2 separate regions of the Mus musculus genome follow, and region 1 is linked to region 2. A link is a contact called in public Hi-C data. All regions are on one chromosome and are shown on one strand. Each heading gives the region's core, a stretch centred on a gene start, on an enhancer-like site or on the middle of the called end of the contact. The rest is flanking DNA. Distances are from core to core; before and after follow the strand shown. Region 1 overlaps Neil3 (nei like 3 (E. coli)). Region 2 holds the start of Aga (aspartylglucosaminidase).

What was found. Hi-C and Micro-C count contacts between places; a contact is called where the count stands out from the background.
Region 1: a contact with region 2 is called in a Hi-C map of erythroblasts, with 2.1 times the contacts expected there. The contact joins the enhancer-like site here to the promoter of Aga in region 2. A contact is called at or near these places in 2 of 39 promoter capture datasets (macrophages and neutrophils), 7 of 484 Hi-C or Micro-C datasets (the C10 cell line, ECoMG-derived neutrophils, Th17 cells and 4 more), 1 of 115 datasets of contacts at active chromatin or transcription factors (double positive thymocytes) and 4 of 9 other capture datasets (adipose tissue, liver, macrophages and 1 more).

The regions. Positions count from the first base shown.
Region 1 is chr8:53,603,776-53,606,475 of GRCm38.p6, forward strand. Neil3 (nei like 3 (E. coli)) reads right to left here. Exons shown (of 10, transcript NM_146208.2): 6 at 1,858-2,024. Among named protein-coding and RNA genes, the nearest start is that of Gm39181, 21 kb to the left of the region's middle. Within about 2 kb of position 1,361, at least 31 of the 459 cell types and tissues checked have an H3K27ac peak or open chromatin away from gene starts, as enhancers often do. A contact at or near this core is called in ECoMG-derived neutrophils, erythroblasts, granulocyte-monocyte progenitors and 2 more, where this site is marked.
Region 2 is chr8:53,510,295-53,513,001 of GRCm38.p6, forward strand. Aga (aspartylglucosaminidase) reads left to right here and starts at 1,408. Exons shown (of 9, transcript NM_001005847.2): 1 at 1,408-1,637. The coding sequence starts at 1,511.

The sequences.
Region 1 (2,700 bases), core at 111-2,610, 93 kb after region 2:
TTAGAAAGATGATCTTGTCCATCCTAGACAGCTCTTCTTCCGTCTCCATAGCTCCCTTATCATTGAATCCTGCCCTTTACCACACCTCTACCACTCTGCTTAACCATGTATGTTCCTACTTCCCAGCTGGGCAAATAATAATACATCATAAAAATTATCTTTAAAGACTGTGTAAGACTATAAAAGAGGCAGCGTCACCAAACACAGCAGTAGTATTCTCATATGTAGCTTATGCTTGCTATGTATTAAGAGCTAACAATCAATTATATAGGCACTTAGAAAGGGGATGTGATCACCAAATATTTAAACATTTTGGAAGGATTCATGACAGTTAAGGGAGTTGGGAGATTTTTGTGTGTAGATTTAGATCAGTGTTTTGGGGGCTTCTGAGGCTTTTAAGCTTTCTCTCTCTCTCTCTCTCTCTCTCTCTCTCTCTCTCTCTCTCTCTCTCTCTCTCTCTCTCTCATTGAAAACTAGACTGAAGCCTTGCTAGGTAAGTATGCTACCATGAAGATCTAACCCTAACCCTTGAAATAACTGTAAATTAAAACAAAACAACAAAAAAAATAGTTAATATAAAAAGTGCTCAGATATTGAACAGAAATAGAGAATATATTTATTCACAGACATGTCTAAAATAGGGGAAGTAGTGTTAGTTTTAAAATTTTAGAAATTATATCTGCCTTGTTTTTCAATGTTTGAACGGTTCTGCAACACCTTAAACTGAAAGCCAGCATATAAAACAGAATCGGGGTGGGTTAGAGGAGAGGGATTACAAGCTCCCCAACACTTCTAGTGCATCCCAGCTCACAGTTAAATCGAAATCTCTTTCAGAACTCTGTGAGTCTTTAAAACCTCATTTCTAAAACCCCTTGGAATTCTGTTTCTATGATTAAATGCCATTTACTTGACTACTTGGAAGAAAATGGAAAACTTTAATCTCCAATGCTGCAAAAATAATACAGATGCTGGAAAACACAGAGCATTAATCACGTATTTAATAGGCAAATAGACGGAAGATCTTCAGTGTGCTTGGTACTGTGTTACGTGCACAGAGTCAAATAAAGTAGTTAGAAAAGTAGTCTTGTTATGAAAAATAAAACCAGAAACCCATAAAACAAAAAATAGTTAATTGTCTACTATTTCCTATTATGTGATACTAACAGCTGATGGGAGGAGGATATAAAACTATTTAAAGTTGTGAGCCAGAGTGAGAGTTTCACAGAAACAGAACACTGGGAGAAAAGTGAGTGGATGCGGACACATTTATGAAAATGCAAGTCATGCCTCTGTTTCTCCACAGATACAATGGCCTACCCTCCTCCTCTGGTCTTGCGCAGCTCAGCAAGGCCTACTTCCTTCCTCTTCTCAACCACACCATTTTGTTTCCTCCTACTCAAAAGCAATCGGTCACCTCTGGTCTGCTTCACCTATTCTCAGCGAGCTGAGCATTTTAGGCTTCACCTACAACTACCTTGCTGGTAACTCTCGGCCATTACCCACCTTGGTCCTTCCTGAACAGTCTCCTACCACATCACGCAAAAATCTTCCCCCTTCTATCTCAGCTTTCCCAAAGTCGGTATTTCTAATATTTGGGTTTTGGGGTTTTGCAGCATCCTACAAATTAGATCTGTGACAATTCCTATCAACTTTAAAAGCTAATGATTCTGCTTCTCGTTCTAATGCCTGACTCTTGAGCTGATAACTATATTCACTCATTCATCTGCACTGGTTCTTATGGGTGATTTCAGTTTCAGGGTTCTGTGCTATGTGCAACCGCTAGCCGGTAGTCAGTCCTTCAGATACATGCTCTGCCTATTAGCTGCTAAGAAAGAGAGTCTCAGTCAGACATCTTACCATACTTGAACACATTGAGGGTTTTCTTTCTGACAGTGAGGACAGAAATATGTCATCCTGCTGTTCTCCCCAAAGCGACACACAGTAATTTTGCTGTGGCACTGATCACAGTTAGGACGCTTGTAAACCTTACAGTGTTTAGAAATGGCAGATCCTGCTTTACAGCACTGAAAAAATAAATAAATAAACAAATAAATAGAATTATGATGTTATGCTCAAAACTGTTGTTATAAGAGACAAAGGCATATGAGGATATCAAGTCATCTCCAAAAATGTCAAGAATTTGCACATTGTTCCATATAACTTTCCATATAATATAGTAAAAAGTATTGACAAAATCCAGTAATGTCTATCAAATAAGGTTTGTATGAAATAATAGAGTCATTATGTTTTAACTTATTAGTATTCCAAACTGTTCCCTGCTGTATCCTCTTATCTAAATGATATATAAAAGTTCTATATTTTAAAATGTCTTTTATGCTTTTAAGGCTTCCTTAATTAAACATAATTACATGGTTGCAAGAAAAGGGCTAGATTAGCTTCAAATCTGATTGCTTTTAGAACGAGGAAGCTGCTCTCTCAGATTCAACGGCCAAAAAACTTATTTTTAGGGGATAAAATTTAACGAGAGCATTTTCTTTGTTGGCCTGATAAAGGGCCTTTTTTTTTTTTTTTTTCTTAACTCTAGAGATTTGCTAGAAAGAAAATAAAAACTCAAATACATCCTAACAAAGAAATGTTCTGTTTGGTATCAGCTTCATTTTAAGAGACACTTTCATTTTTCTGCTATAGTTTTATTCTATACACACACTTTTTAAAGCACCGACAAAGACAGTATTTTTG
Region 2 (2,707 bases), core at 158-2,657:
CCCCCAATTTTCTTCCCTTAAATTTGCCTGCCTTGCTATCCTACCTCTGTGTGAGTCTAGGTTCTTTCAGCTGGAGAAATTATATTGCCCAAAACGAGCTTCAGGAACCATGACTAGTTTACCATGTATTATATTTTATAATTCTTGAAGGCATGTCTCGGTTCTTTGAACTTATAAATAACAACTCAGGTGCTATGGAAAATTAATTCCGAAGACAATAAGTGTTTTCCTTGCTTTCTTATTCCGTTTCATCCATCTTTCTCATCTCACCTAGCAAGAGCTTTATGCTCATTAGCACAGCACAAATAGTTTGGTCCTCCTCCAAAACCCCATAGAAGGATCATGTGTCGTTTCTTTTTAATTACACCTAACTTTTTAATAGCACTTGCCTGCCTGGGGATGATTCTAGGATATCTTATGCTGTTTAAATTGCAGATTCAGTTTCCGTGCAATGAGAACCTTGAAGACTCTCTAAGCCTCACAACTCTCACCTAGTTCATATTTTACCAGTCTGGATAGATTTATAGATGCTCTTTAAAATTATGCCTTCCTTGAGCTACATGGACAAGCATCCCAGAGTCCCAGTGGGATTACTGGTCCATGCTCACACATCTGCACAGCAACTGAATTATCAAAATGAGCAGCCGGTACCATGCATGTAAAGCTCCCATTTCTCCTTTTATTCAAACATTTATTTAGTACTTAATGGTGCCAGGCACAAAGATAAAATAAAATACCTTCAGAAAAGACTGGAATTAGACTTCTTGGCTGGAGGCAAGGAATCTGCACTTCAGTGGGCAATGTACAGGGTACGTTTCTGTTTGCCCAGCATGTCCTTTCCCTGCAGCTCAGGGATTTGTAACTAAAGGACGTCCTACAAAAACCTGTGGTGAAGAAAGGATGTAAAAGTCTGTGTCGAAAATGCCTCAAACAGCTAGGTCCTAAGCAAGAGCACTTCTCCTATACTCTATAGTCATTTTAAAAATTTAATGAAAGTCCAGGGTAGATTATAGATCGGGCTGGCTGTCTACCTTGAATTTGCAGTTAAGATGGCAAATGCATAAAACTCATATAATATCTTATCAGTTATCTGAGTTTTCAAGCATCGTGCGACTAGGGTAACATATTTTCATATTCATTTTCAATAAGGTCAATCTCCCTTTAAAAAATGGGCTAAGCACTAAAAGTACTAGTATTATATGTATGTATCTTTTCACAAAGAACTAAAAAGAGGTCGACAGACCAGACCACTAAAGAAACAGTATCAGATTTGTAAAAAGAAAAAAGAAAAAAAGGAAAAAAAGAAAAAAAGAAAGAAAAAAAAAAAAAAACCTTCACTGGGCCAATAGAAGGCCTCGTTGTCTCGCGAGAGTTGAGGAAGTTGGGGATGAGACTAAAGGGAATCACGAGTCTGCCTGAGTCTGAGCTGGTGGAGACCTTTCTCGCGCTGGCCGGCTGGGCGCGCGGCCGGCGGGGACTTTTTTCACGCTGCTCGGCGGGTCACTCAGCTATGGAGCGGAAGTCGAATCTGTCTCTGCTTCTCCTACTGCTGGTCCTGGGCATGCCCCTGGTGCGGGGCTCCAGCCCTCTGCCCCTGGTCGTCAACACTTGGCCTTTTAAGAATGCCACTGAAGCAGGTGGGGAGCGGCAGCCCGGGGCGGGTGGCTGCACTGTGTGAGCTCCTCTGCAGGAAGCTGCACTCAGTCCCTAAGGTTGCAGGAGGGAACCCGCTGCAGAAGGCCGAGCCTCCTCTCCTTCCTGCATCTCTGACTTTACACCAGACCCTCTCCATCTTCCCTGCCCCTGCTGCATTTTAGGATCTGGTGTATTGTTCTGCTTCCTGCACCACCTTGTCTGACCTCTAACATTGGGCCTCTTAGCTATACTTGTACAGGGTCACCTGCCTCACTTTTTGTGGCAGTCTTTTGCCACAAAGTTTTTCCTCCACTCTACACTTCTTGTGATAGCCTCCTTCCTGTTTCTCCATTATCTTCTGGATTCCAGTTTAGGAAACAATTGATAATTTCCTACGGATGCATATGTATTTGATCAATGTTTGTGACGCTGCCCTTATCACTTATACATTCAAATTATCTTCAGTGTTTCTTGGGATTGTACCTTATTGCCCCCAACCTTGACACCCTTGAGACTGCTATCACATTAAATGTTCGTGGACACTGTTGGATCCAGAATCCAGTGCAGAAAAAATCTGTATGTTATCGGGGATGTGTGGGAAGCAGAGTTAGTGAGAAATCAGACCAAGAAAGAGACCTCCTAACAATAACCAAACAAAGAAATTCCACCTTTATATGCATGGTATGATTCTGTGAAAGTTACTAGTATTGAAGTTGGGGAGGGGAGACTTCTTAAAACCAACATCCATGGAATTATAAGTAAAACGTCTTTCCTTTCAATACCTACCCACTCGATACTCAAAGAACACCACAAAACACAAACAAGAAACGTGGACACCTTAGAGAAATGCCTTTTTGAAACTGGGCAACTTCTGAAATATACTGTGTGGCCTTGAATGAATTACTTCATCCATGTCTGTGCTTTTCTTCTGAAAATGAGAATTATAATTATAAAATATTATCTCAGAAGCTGCATGAAGGTGAGATTAATTCACCCACATGAAGTCATTTGCCACTGTAATACTCTGCTGAGGCTTGCTGGGATACTTGTTCTCATTGAGAGTGTGAAATAT